Regions from separate parts of the Salmo salar genome. Here region 2 is linked to region 1. Evidence: chromatin contacts called from public Hi-C data. All regions are on one chromosome and are shown on one strand. Each heading gives the region's core, a stretch centred on a gene start, on an enhancer-like site or on the middle of the called end of the contact. The rest is flanking DNA. Distances are from core to core; before and after follow the strand shown. Region 1 holds the start of LOC100194916 (FKBP prolyl isomerase 8). Region 2 overlaps ell (elongation factor RNA polymerase II).

Evidence for each region. Hi-C and Micro-C count contacts between places; a contact is called where the count stands out from the background.
Region 2: a contact with region 1 is called in a Hi-C map of muscle, with 3 times the contacts expected there. The contact joins the enhancer-like site here to the promoter of LOC100194916 in region 1. A contact is called at or near these places in 3 of 3 Hi-C or Micro-C datasets (blood, gill and muscle).

Annotation. Positions count from the first base shown.
Region 1 is chrssa23:32,315,328-32,321,918 of Ssal_v3.1, reverse strand. LOC100194916 (FKBP prolyl isomerase 8) reads right to left here and starts at 1,529. Exons shown (of 9, transcript NM_001139945.1): 1 at 1,458-1,529. It overlaps ssbp4 (single stranded DNA binding protein 4), which reads right to left. Exons shown (of 18, transcript XM_014169744.2): 18 at 3,921-6,591.
Region 2 is chrssa23:32,354,228-32,360,957 of Ssal_v3.1, reverse strand. It overlaps ell (elongation factor RNA polymerase II), which reads right to left. Exons shown (of 12, transcript XM_014169746.2): 3 at 2,765-2,886; 4 at 1,572-1,735; 5 at 140-390. Among protein-coding and RNA genes, the nearest start is that of ell, 28 kb to the right of the region's middle. Within about 2 kb of position 4,732, at least 3 of the 13 cell types and tissues checked have an H3K27ac peak or open chromatin away from gene starts, as enhancers often do. A contact at or near this core is called in gill and muscle, where this site is marked.

The sequences.
Region 1 (6,591 bases), core at 280-2,779:
TCTAAATTGGTTTAGGTCCTATTTAACCGGTCGAGAGTGTTGTCACCCTTGGTGAACATAACTCAAAGAAAATACATATCACATGTGGCTTTCCACAAAGTTCGATTTTGGGTCCGGTACTGTTCAGATATACATGTTACCCCTTGGCAGAGTTATCAGAAAGCACAGCATTGATTTTCAATGCTACACAGATGATAACTTTATATTTCTGTCACCAGAGGATTTTAGCTCCACGGATAAATGATTAGTAATTTAAATAATTGGATGGCTCACTTCCTCCAGCTAAATCAAGACAAACCCGAGGCAGTTGTTGGAGCCAACGCAGAGAGAATCTAGCCACACATTTTAATTCATGGGCAATAAAAAGATTAAACACCAGGTAAAAAACCTTAGTGTTATTTTAGATCCTGAACTTAATTTCAACTCACACGTTAGGAATGTGACCAAAATAGCTTTTTACCACATGAGGTACATTGCCAAGATGCAGCCGTTTCTCTTTCAGGGTGTTGCAGAGAAACTCATCCATGCTTTTATTACAAGCAAACTTGACTACTGTAATGCTCTCTTGTCTGGTCTGCCCAAGAAAGTCATTGGTCAACTGCAAAACATACAGAATGCTGCAACACGGGTACTGACCAAGACCAGACAGAGAGCACACATTACACTGCACTGGCTGCCTGTGAGCTTTAGAAAATACTTTAAAGATTATTCTATTGGTTTTAAATCAATCCACAACTGTGCACCCAAATACATGTTAGACATGATTTTAAGTTATGTACCCAGTAGGTCCCTCAGGTCCTCTGGCCTTTTAACTATCACAAAGTCTTGGACCAAGAGGCATGGAGGCAGCCTTTAGTTACTATGTCCCCAGCCTCTGGAATAGCCTGCAATAGAACATGAGGGGGGCCAAAACTGTGGACATATTTAAGAGATCTTAAATCATATTTTTAGCTTTGCTTTTCATGAGGGTGCTTTTTAGTTGTTCAGTTTGTGTTGTGTAGTCTGTGTGTAGTAAATATGTCAGCTTTTATTTTCAATTTTTTTAAATAATTGTTTTCCTGTAAAGCACATTGCGTTGCATTCCATGTCTGAAATGCGATGTATAAATAAAGCATGATTTGATTGAGAGAAACGTCAGAAAACAGACAGCTAGCTAGCTAATTAAAGCGTTAGCTAGCAAGCAATGTAGCTAACTAGCACTGTGCATTAGCTATTGGTAACTACTACAGCTAGCTAGCCATCTTACTTAGCTAACTGTTCACATTTTTAACCATTTTGGTGATAAGAATGAACAGGATTTCAGTGGGTGTTTCGAGAACTTTCTGAGAAGTTTCTTGTTGAGAGACTACTTTAGCTACAGTATTTAGCTAGCCAGTTTATCTTATACAAATTGACTTACTGTTGCTTCGTTCAAAAGAACAAAATGACAGCAAGGAATCAATTAAATTGCACCTTACCTTAAAATATTATATGCTTCGTAAATAGACTGAACGCTTGATTGAAGAAGAGTTTGTGATGATAGCTTAGCTTGATCCTTTAGTCAATTCAGCAAGCTCTTCCTGTTCACCTTGGGCCTGACATCTTTTCTGTATTTCTATTGGCTTATAATATTTAATCAATCACACGATTGGTAGTTCCCAATGACAGTCAAACAAATGACCTGACCGTTCAAACCAATCATGAAAACACACCCTGGATTGCAAAATACATGTATTGGCCCTTGAGAGTGTTTGAAGCAGCCAGTATGTCATATTGGCACTCCCCAGTAGGAGCAGTCCTCCATAGGAATGAATGGAATTCTGCAGTATTTCAGTTAAATGTTTCAAGGACTAAAATACATGTATTTAAGCATTTTTGTTGTTATAGTGGGGACATTAACATTAGTCATCTCTAAAAATTATACTTTAAAGGAATTGTTTTATATATATATTTAAATGTTTATGTTAAACTCACATCATTTAAAAGAATAATCGTGGCAAAAACGAATGTCGACATTAATAGACGTATTTCCAACACAGTGACTTCAACACAGCGCCCCCTATAGTCATCTAGTGTATATATAAATCATTGGTTCAAACATGCAGTTGAAGTCTGAAGTTTACATAAACTAGTTTTAATGACTCCAACCTAAGTGTTTCAACCACTCCACAAATTTCTTGTTAACAAACTATAGTTTTGTCAAGTCAGTTAGGACATCTACTTTGTGCATGACAAAAGTAATCTTTCCAACAATTGTTTACAGACAGATTATTTCACTTATAATTCACTGTATCACAATTCCAGTTTGTCAGAAGTTTACATACACTAAGTTGACTGTGCCTTTAAACAGCTTGGAATATTCCAGAAAATGATGTCATGGCTTTAGAAGCTTCTGATAGGCTAATTGACATCATTTGAGCCAATTGGAGGTGTACCTGTGGATGTATTTCAACGCCTACCTTCGAACTCAGTGCCTCTTTGCTTGACATCATGGGAAAATCTAAAGAAATCTGCCAAGACCTCAGAAAAAAAATTGTAGACCTCCACAGGTCTGGTTCATCCTTGGGAGCAATTTCCAAACACCTGAAGGTACCACGTTCATCTGTACAAACAATAGTACGCAAGTATAAACACCATGGGACCACGCAGCCGTCATACCGCTCAGGAAGGAGACACGTTTCTGTCTCCTAGAGATGAACGGAGTTTGGTGCGAAAAGTGCAAATCAATCCCAGAACAACAGCAAAGGACCTTTTGAAGATGCTGGAGGAAACCGGTACAAAAGTTTCTATATCCACAGTAAAACAAGTCCTATATCGACATAACCTGAAAGGCCGCTCAGCAAGGAAGAAGCCACTGCTCCAAAACCACAATAAAAAAGCCAGACGATGGTTTGCAACTGCACATGGGGACAAAGATCGTACTTTTTGGAGAAATGTCCTCTGGTCTGATGAAACAAAAATAGAACTGTTTGGCCATAATGACCATCATTATGTTTGGAGGAAAAAGGGAGAGGCTTGCAAGCCGAAGAACACCATCCCAACCGTGAAGCACAGGGGTGGCAGCATCATGTTGTGGGGGTGCTTTGCTGCAGGAGGAACTGGTGCACTTCACAAAATAGATGTCATCATGAGAAAGAAAAATTGGGGATATATTGAAGCAACATCTCAAGACATCAGTCAGGAAGTTATAGCTTGGTTGCAAATGGGTCTTCCAAATGGACAATGACCCCAAGCATACTTCCAAAGTTGTGGCAAAATGGCTTAAGGACAACAAAGTCAAGGTATTGGAGTGGCCATCACAAAGCCCTAACCTCAATCCCATAGAACATTTGTGGGCAGAACTGAAAAAGCATGTGCGAGCAAGAAGGCCTACAAACCTGACTCAGTTACACCAGTTCTGTCAGGAGGAATGGGCCAAAATTCACCCAACTTATTGTGGGAAGCTCGTGGAAGGCTACTCGAAACCTTTGACTCAAGTTAAACAATTTAAAGGCATTGCTACCAAATACTAATTGAGTGTATGTAAACTTCTGACCCACTGGGAATGTGATGAAAGAAATAAAAGCTGAAATAAATCACTCTATTATTCTGTCACATTCTTAAAATAAAGTGGTGATCCTAACTAACCTACAACAGGGAATTTGTACTAGGATTAAATGTCAGGAATTGTGAAAAACTGAGTTTAAATGTATTTGGCTAAGGTGTATGTAAACTTCCGACTTCAACCGTACCTGTGGTTCAAACACATGAAGTAAATTAATGCTTTTATAGGGTTGTCAAATGCATTCAAATATGCTCAAACCACACATTTATTTATAATTTAGTAAGTTAAGTTGTCTCACAGGCTTCGAGATAATGGCATATAAAATACTTTGGGAGATCATATACTCTCTTTTTTAGCTGAAGATCAAAGAGGTGCACAGAAGACTCAAACAATTGGGAAAAATCAAATTACATTTATTATTGATGCAGTCGTTTCTTTTGATAAGCAAATCTGTTATTCTTTCAGTCTAAAGAAACTTTACAATATAAAGAAACATACAAAGGACATCTTTATTACCTACACAAGACACCTAAGTCCCTAAGACAAGATCTGAACTATCCTACCATGAAATACAAAGCAAACCCAAGAGACAGACTGCTTCATATAGAATACTGCCAAGTCATCAGAAAGGACAATGAATGATACAGGATAATATTTTTTTCCTTCCCCTTCGACCCCCCCCCCACCCCAAATCTTTCTAATGTTACAGTATTATATATCACAATATAAGTACAGAGATGGCCAACAATTGTATTACACAGAGGACTGAGAGAGGATCAGTGAGCATCAATCTTTACAACGCTATTTCATCAGGAGTAATAGCAAGGACACAGTTTTCCCCCATAAGTATTACTTTTATCTAGTCTTTAAATTTAAAATTAAGTTCCTTTAGTATTTCTTCCTTTTAAAAGTTTGTCTTAAATTGATAAAAATCCTTCATATTAAAAACTGTAATATGTGGTCGCATGTTAACGAGACGATGGCCTTTGAGTAGGCAATAACCATTCTTAGAACTAATTTGAGATTATTTCCATTGGCAACAGGGGTCAAGGACAGAGTGAGGACGCTGTAGTTGCAAGAATAAATGGTATCAATGACATCAGACATCCCCTTCACCTCTCTCTGTCCTTACAGCTAAATTAATGGTAGATTGTTTTCACATTTCCTACATGTATACTGACCAGAAACAATAGTGTTTAGGGTGCAGTTACTGCATGTTCACATGTTCAAGTAAATGTACATATTTAATTTTTACCACAATTTTGTTTTAGCCAACTTAAATCAAAATGTCAAGCACATCGTCTCTTTATTATTAAAACATGGACAGTTCACTTATAATTTACTTTAAGCTGTATTCATTGGTAGTGACTGACATATCAAAACATGTCAATGATATCAAAATGCATTATACAGTATTTACAAAAAGGATATTAAAGGAAAGGAGGGCTCAAGAGTGAGGATGGGGCTGTAAGGGGCGGGTGGGGGACAGAGGGCTGTGTGCCAGCCAGTCTGCATGAGGAACACTGGAGCGAGTCATTCCTCAAGACAACCTACCCAGAAGATGAATCTGTTTAGCTCTGAATCTGTTTAGCTCCAAATCTAAGCTACTCCATACTGGATCTGCCAACACTATAGCAAGGTCACTGGCAAAAGACCAATCACAGACAGAGGCCAGAATGATTTTAAATAACAACAAAAATATGTAACTTGTTGATAAATTACTTTTTTTCAAAAAAGCACAACACGTCTCCGCTAGAGAGTCGAACCCCTTGGATTAATAACCATTTCATATGAAAGTTTGAGGAACAGCCTTAGGCAAAGTCTTTCCTTAGGTGTGCAGATTCTATGGGCTTTAAAAAAATAATCCTCTTAAATACACTTCATAGAAATTCAAACAATATCAAACAAATAAACTAGAATAAAAGAAATAGTTTGCCTTACAATTCAGTCCAACCAGGTAGAATTGTCTCACTTCTCAAAGTATGTATTTGAGGTGAGCAGGTGGACTAAAAGGTACTCTATGTTCTGTAGAGCACTCCTTATTTGTAGCGGGAGAGTGAAGCCCCACCGTGTAGTCACTCCAGTCATTTCCCACTCCCATCACCAGTGGTGCTACAGCCACCCCAAACACAGGATCTAACAGCCCATGGATAGGCCTAGACCCACAGAGGGAACTGGTGGATGGGAGCTCTGTGGTGTTAAGGCGTCAGCATGCTTCAGTTCGGCTGGCACCTAGCGGAACTCGGCTAGCCCAACCGAATGAGTGTGATCTCATACTCTATAAAAAAAAATACCTTTGCGGCAATAGTAAGGTTTGTCCATTTTGAGACGCTGTAGGCAGTATACACTTCCTCAAAATAGTAAGAATTCATCTTAGATAACTCAAGAAATCTGCCAATAAGTTTTATGTTTTTGCCGAGGAGATCTTAGTCGTGCAATTTTACATCTAACTAAGATGTTTGGTGCACTATTTCTCAATTAAAAAATGTGTACAAAATGTCATAATATATGCACAAACTCAATCGAACTGTTTCAGCTGGGAAGCATGCGGACGCCTTTTGCCCTTCACTAAACTATGGTTGCATGTGAGAGGGGTCAGACACCGGATCAGAAGGATCTGTGAGGTCAACCCTAACTGGAAGAAAGCAGCTAGAGGTTTGTACACCAAAGACAACATGGAAACCAGTAGCAAGGGGCCTGTATCACGGGATCAGATCAGTAAAATAACATTGAGCCTTGAGTTTGTATGCAGGGTAACAGTGAAATCAATGCAGGAGAAGGAACCACTTTCAGGATTCTCAAGTTGTATATCAAAACAACAAATAAACAAGCACAATACAAGCTCAATATGTTGTATTTACAGGCAAGAGCAAAGCCATAGAAGAGCATAGAGGGTCTAAAAACCCTTTCTCTTTACTGAATAGGAAGGACACTGGTCGCAAGACAGAAACATCATTGTTCCAAGCCACCTGAACTGAAAGTAGAATTAGGAGCAACTGTCCAAATTACATTCGATCAGTCCCTCCTTGCACAGTAACAAGCCTGTAGAAATACATATATTATGACAT
Region 2 (6,730 bases), core at 3,483-5,982, 36 kb before region 1:
TACAAATTAACACAATGCATACATTTTCAAAGCTATTTGTGATACCCCATGGCCACCCATGACTGGTTCTTGGTCCCCCTTGGCCACCCCATAAAAAAATGTATAGAAAGCCCCTGCCTATGTGACTGACTTGACTAACCTGTTGCAGGAGGCTGTCAAGAGAGTCTTTGTCGAAGGGCAAGAGGCCGTCCTTCTGCAGGCGCAGGATGAGCTCCGGCTTCCTATAGGGCTTGAGGGCCAGCAGGTGGGTGAGGCGCTCCCTCAGGGGCCTCTGCTGCGCCGTGCTCTTCTTCCCCGTGCTGCTGGAGATTATGACAGGCCGCGACGTCCGCCGCGACGGAGCGATGTCAGACAGGCCAGGTGCTGGTTTCCGGATCTGCACCTTCTTACCTGAGAAAAGAAAAGCAACATTGTTGTGTGTAAGAAAGGTTGAGCCTTTGTGACATCTAACCATGTATGGTTGGGGTTGTAATGAGAAGTTCTAGGGCCATCTGAAGTTCTATTCAACAGAGAAAAGCAAACACTCCTATCAGGGTGAACTTTATGAGAGAACCTAAGTTGTCTATAAATTTACCACAGTACAAACAGTTGAACAAGCTGCTTCCTGGCAAAACAGCCACATTAATCAGACATCTGTGAACCTGTGATGGTGTTTGTGGTGACTGGGCAGTTAGTTGGTTCGTTTGAGTCAGAGACGTAACTGTGTGAAGCTCTGAGCACCTAACCATCCGGCCAGCCCATTGGGCCCCACACAGGGAACCATGAGCATGCAATTATCCCTACGCTGTGAGCTCAGCCATTTTCACCAGAATTAAGGTCATACGGAGATAGAGTGTGACTAAGGCACAGCTTGGGACTGAAAATAAATTAAACCACACCGTTTCTGACTTCCTCTCCAACAAGTCAATTACAGCGCATCCTAGAAGCTTAATAAAAAATAAAAAAACAGCAATGCATAACAGAGATTATGGTGTTTCAGTTCTAGATACACTTCTACTTTGTTTCTGTTCAGGGCTACTATGGTCTTTACTGAAGTGCAACAGAAACAGTTTCAGTATGCAGCACTCCTGAGACTAGTAAAAAGCCCAGTCTGATGTTCACTTTAAGCAGCCATGCTTGTCTCTGTGTGTGCGCGCGCGTGTGTTTTCAGTGTGGAAATACAATCTCTAGACTGGAGGCGGCTAGGATAGGAGGCTAAAACTGCCACTGGACAGGGCCTCACTAGGAGGACGAAGGGCTGCTTGACTGATGCGGAAATAACACCATATTGAATTATAGCCTAGCTGATGAGCCTGCCACTGCTCTGGCTCACTGTCGCGAGACCCAAACACACCCTAATACGAGACGGCTCACCATCAGCATTCACCCTGAATGTGAACCGACATGAGGGAAAGTGTCACAAAACAAAAACAAACAGGAATGAAAAACCTCTTTCTAATACAGTATGCATATATCCTAGACAGGGCTACAGGCCTTTTAAATTAGTAGCCTATGTTCTGTTTGACTGAGCTGGTTCTGACCGAAGGCCCTTACCACAGCTGAGTGTAAAGCGTAATGACGAAGGGCCTTACCCACGTATCTCCCCCCAGGCTTGATGACGATCGCACCCCTGCTGCGGGTCTCCTCCTCTGCCTGAGCCATGCTTTGCCTGGCCTTCTGATAGGAGTCGTCTGTGGCACACACAGTGATCTTGTCCTGGATCCCACCCAGGCAGTCCAGCTGAATGCTCCCTTCACTGGGACAACGGAGGAGAGGGTTACACAGAAACAAAGACCAACAGGTCAACTCACTCCCACGCTTGGGGAGATTCTCTTAGCTTCCCTACAAAAAGGTACAAACTTTTAACTTTGAGTAGACACATCCAAATGGCATTAGCTTACAGTTTGAGGAACATGTAACAAAAAGACACTAAATCATTGCTTTTATTGCAAAAAAAATAAAATAAAGACTTGAGGAAGTTTTTTTTAATGTAACAATTTTCTGTCTTAGCCTTTCCTTATGCTGCCCAACGCACCTTGCTGTGCTAATATTCATGACATACCACTGCATAGAGTGCACCATCATTTGATTGTCTATTCAACTGTGGATTCCCACATTATCAAACCAATGTTGCATCAAATCCTATTCTTTCCTGGTTTTCCCTGTCTTTGATTCCTCCTCACGTTGACGACGGTTTGGCAGGGGATATAACGAAATTGGCAGCCCTCAGTGGCTCTGCCCCGGGTTTATAGCGGAATTAGAGGCTCATGAGGATCCAGGTCGATGGGTGAACTCCAGCCGACCCAGTCTCTCATTAGAAATAGTTGAGGACATGGGTGTTAAACTAGACAGTCAGAGCCGGGAGTCAGTTCCTCTCCTTCCACCTCAATACGCAGACATCTGGCCCAATTGAATTAATGTGCTCAACATTTGTCTTTGATCAGACGGAGGCAAATAGGACAGAAAGCACACTTGAGAACAGATGGCACTCACTCTGCACCAAAGCCTGTGATCAGGAAGTTCTCCTCCAAACATTTTTCAGAACTCTCCTAATCCAGTTCAGCTCTTAACCATGTTAACAAACTTCTCCGTATGCAAACAGTTACTCAATTTAGCCTGTCCAAATAGACTTTTTCAAACCTACTGACAGAGTGGAGTCATGGTAGCTTCATTCAACAGTGTCAACTGTGTTAGCATGCATCAATGCTTATTATGCGTGTATATGAGTGATGAATGTCTCATATGTCAAAGAGAGGATGAGGCCAGTGCCTCTGTGCTCACTCACCTGGTGATGTACTGCTGAATGCAGTCGAAACTTCCCTGTGGGTTGTCTCTACCAACATTGGACAAGTAGAAAGTAAACGTCCGCAGCTCATTCGGATTTTCCGACCGTGGTATTGAGATTTTCTGTGGACGGAGGAGAACATTATAAATCAATGGCTGACATTCTTCCCGAGAGTGCATTTAAATGATCAATATAGGAAAGGTCATCCATAATCTATTCAATCCAATACATCCAGTAGCTGATGTCACAGATTTAGAGAACAAATCTAACAGTGTTATTTGCTGAACGTCTCACTCACACACAACCCCCCCCGGTGCACTTCCAGATACAGTAAAACCACTCACCACAACCATGTAACTTATGAGCAATATAGTTTACTGCACACACAAACATATGGGTGAGTAGTACTAGGCCTCAGTAGAATAGGGATTCAAGTAAATTCTAGAAATTAAACCTCAAATCTACAACGTTGTTTGAATCCCTTGGAGCATGCCCCAGGCCCACCAGGTGTTCTGACATGTTCAGTGAATAAAGCTGTATAGCCAACAACAGCATTACAACAGTAAACCCACTCGCCACCCTGTAACTTATGAGCGACATACATGTAACTGCCAAAATAAAGGAACCCCCCAGCATAGTGTCAGTAGGGCGTTTGGGACACCAAATCCCGAACAGCTTAAATGCACCTTGGGATAGATTCTACATGTGTTTGGAACAATTTTTGGAGGGATGCAACACCATTCTGCCACGAGAAATTCCATCATTTGGTGTTTTGTTTATGGTGGAAAACGCTGTTTCAGGCACCGCTCCAGAATTGTTCAATTGGGTTGAGATCTGATGGCCGACACACACACACCCTTTGAGACCCCTCTTTCAAAGTCAGATCTCTTCTTCTAGCCATGGTAGCCCAAATAATGGGCAACTGGGAATTTTTATACATGAAGCACGATGGGATGTTAATTAACTCAGGAACCACATCTGTGTAGATGCGCCTGCTTTCAATATACTTAGTATCCCTCTATTACTCAAGTGTTTCCTTTATTTTGGCAGTTACCTGTATGTGTACTGTAAAAACAAATGCACAGTATAGGTAGGTGTCTATCATGCTTGCATGGTGACGATGTGGGAGGATGATGAGTAACAGGGTGAGGCTTGAGGCTAAAAGATGGGGATGCATAGCTGAGCTAGGCTAGTCCACAAGTCCCCACTGATATGTGACATTCTGCTTGTTTAACTGGTAATGTAAGTAAATGTAACAAGCAGTGAATCGTTACTCATAGGTATTTCTGAAGTAGTCACGCCTATTTGGCCATAATTGCTCTACTGCTCCCACGTTACAGGTGTTGCTTCTAGGCAAACTTGGGAATGAGTGAAATTACCGCCTAGACTACTACCGAAACGCTGAGGCCTCTTAATCACAGGGTTCGTAGCTGGCCCACACATCTGTTGGACTTTGTTTTTAAAGAGGGAAAATAATTAGCCAAACAGTGGGTTGCTTTTAAGAGACCCATGTGATGCAGATGTTGGGTTTTCTTGTAAAACAGATCCCGATTCCAGTATCACTATAGACAGGTGTTGGTTGAGCTGTCAGAGTTCAGTTTTCAGTGAAACACCCAGTAAATATTTTTCAAGCAACAGTGATTAAGGTTAAACTGGCAGCGAGAGGTTGGAGAAATGAAGACCGATTTTAAAGCCATACGCCTCCCTCTCCTACAATGGAAAACAAATTCTAGAATTAGGGCCTTGGACTCCCATGAGGATTTTTTTGGGGTTTGTTTTGTTTTTTAAACCTACGCCTGCTGGGGTAGAGGGTAGTTGGGTATGTGAGCAAGTCTGACTTGTCTAACAGGAGTGGAGCTCCAGGCTTGAGAGAAGAACAGAGTGTTGGCTGGGGTAGAGCAAGGCATGGCCAGGGGAGAGGGCGGTGTTGTTGGGAGTTCTGGCAGGCTTGCTGAGCAGGCTGACCCCTGGCTTGGTCTGTTGGCTCCCTGCAGTGTTGGAGAGCTGTGACCCACTGCTCCTCTAACACACTGGGGCTGATATACTCAAAGACCGCCATCTCGGTCTCTCTCCCTCTCGCGCTAGCAGCCCAGCTCGGTTTACCCAAGGTCCTAACACGTGTGGAGCCTGCAGGTGGCCAACTATAAATAAACACTGGGCTCTCGGTTATGTGAGACGCTCAGCCTCAGCTCCAGTACAAACCTGCCTTTTATGCCCCACATGGAAGAGATCTAGCCTTTCACAGTGCGGCGTTATCAACCCATTGCCTTGTGTGTTTATTAGAAACTCTGAATGGGATTAGACCCATTATTGTAATGTCCAATTGAGGTAGCCTGGATATTACAATAATCTTACTTCACAAGAAGAAAACAAACAGGACAATGATCATGCTTCCTCATTCAAACATTCCGCTGAATATGATCGATTCACCACTTCCTGATCATGCTTCCTCATTCAAAAGTTCCGCTGAATATCATCAATTCACCACTTCCGGATAACTGAGGTGACTGCAGATGTGCACACCAGACACCCCTCATCAGTAAGAGTATGTCGATCTCACACACACACAATTTACAAGGGTAGTGAGTGTGTGTGTAACCTGCGATGATTAAGAGGCAGTGGGACTCACTGGAAGGCAAAGGAGGGGTGAGTCAGTCTGACACAGTACAGGATTACAGAGTCGGGCCCCAGCTGTGAATGTGGGCTGATTGAGGCTCCACGCAACAGATGCCCTGATCCCACTGCAGGCAGGCCGGGGCCAACCAACCAACAGTAATGCTGCAGCAATGGGCTACTGCTTGTGCCTACTGGCAGTTATCTATGGACACTGGAACTTCACACAGACGTTACAGTCAGGTGGTGAATTACTACCCTCTCAAAAATACTTTATCCACATGAAAACCAGCGAACCTCAAACCCACACTACATCTAGCCATAACCAACCAGACAGGTCGGAAGCAGCCTTCTCTCAGAGGAAATGCCAAGCCAAAATGATGCATTTTATTACCAAAACATGCACTCAAATGAGAAACAGGGAGCATGGAAAGAGGGGTAGTCCATCCTCAACAAAAAGCTGAATGAACAGCACACTCCAGCGCACCCTCTCCACCAGACAGACATGGTCACCCACCCTACCATCTGAAAAGCAAATGGATTTTAACAGCCATTTCCAACCCCCTTTTCTCTCTGCCTCCAGCTCTCTTCATATTTTGCACAGTCCTGCAAACAAAGCCTCTTTTCAGGCCAGGGGCACTGGAGAGGACTGCCCCTTCACAGCAGCTCCTCCTTAGCTGTAATTAATGAAACAGCTGAGGGAGAGGCCGTGCAAAGCAGGGGGCATTCATTGCTGGCACAAGCCTGTCCTCCTCGCCAAATACAGCCAGACATACAGCCTGAGGAACACTGACACACACACACACAGTCGTTCACCCACACAGGATGTTTACCATCCCTGGCCTGTTTACCTTTCCTGACTATTCTTTGAGCTGGTTCTATTATGCCACCTTGACCCTGGAAGTGACTGAATGAAAGCTCTGCCAATATGAATGAATGTAAATGCTATGGTCACACTGAGCAGCCAACACATCATTTAGCAGCTTTCCCCCTCACGCCCCCGCTCTCATTAGCATTCCGGTGAACTAATAGAACAGGTTCCTATCCAGCCCAGCCATTAAACACATGCATAATTCAGCACTTCAAACACCCAGTAAAAACACCATATTTTCTAACCATCTGATCTCTCAAGTTGATGGGAGCAATTACTGATACCTCCCGCTAGAAGCATGAATTGGGGGGGGCAGGCATCCGATGGAGATTTAACTACCATATGAAAAACGCAGACGCTTTAAACACTTTACAGCTTTATCAAAATATTAGACTGAGGGTTTCAAGTTTTAATGTCATGTGTACAAGTACAGTGAAATGCCTTTATTGCTAGCACTAAACCCAATGATGCAGAAATCAATA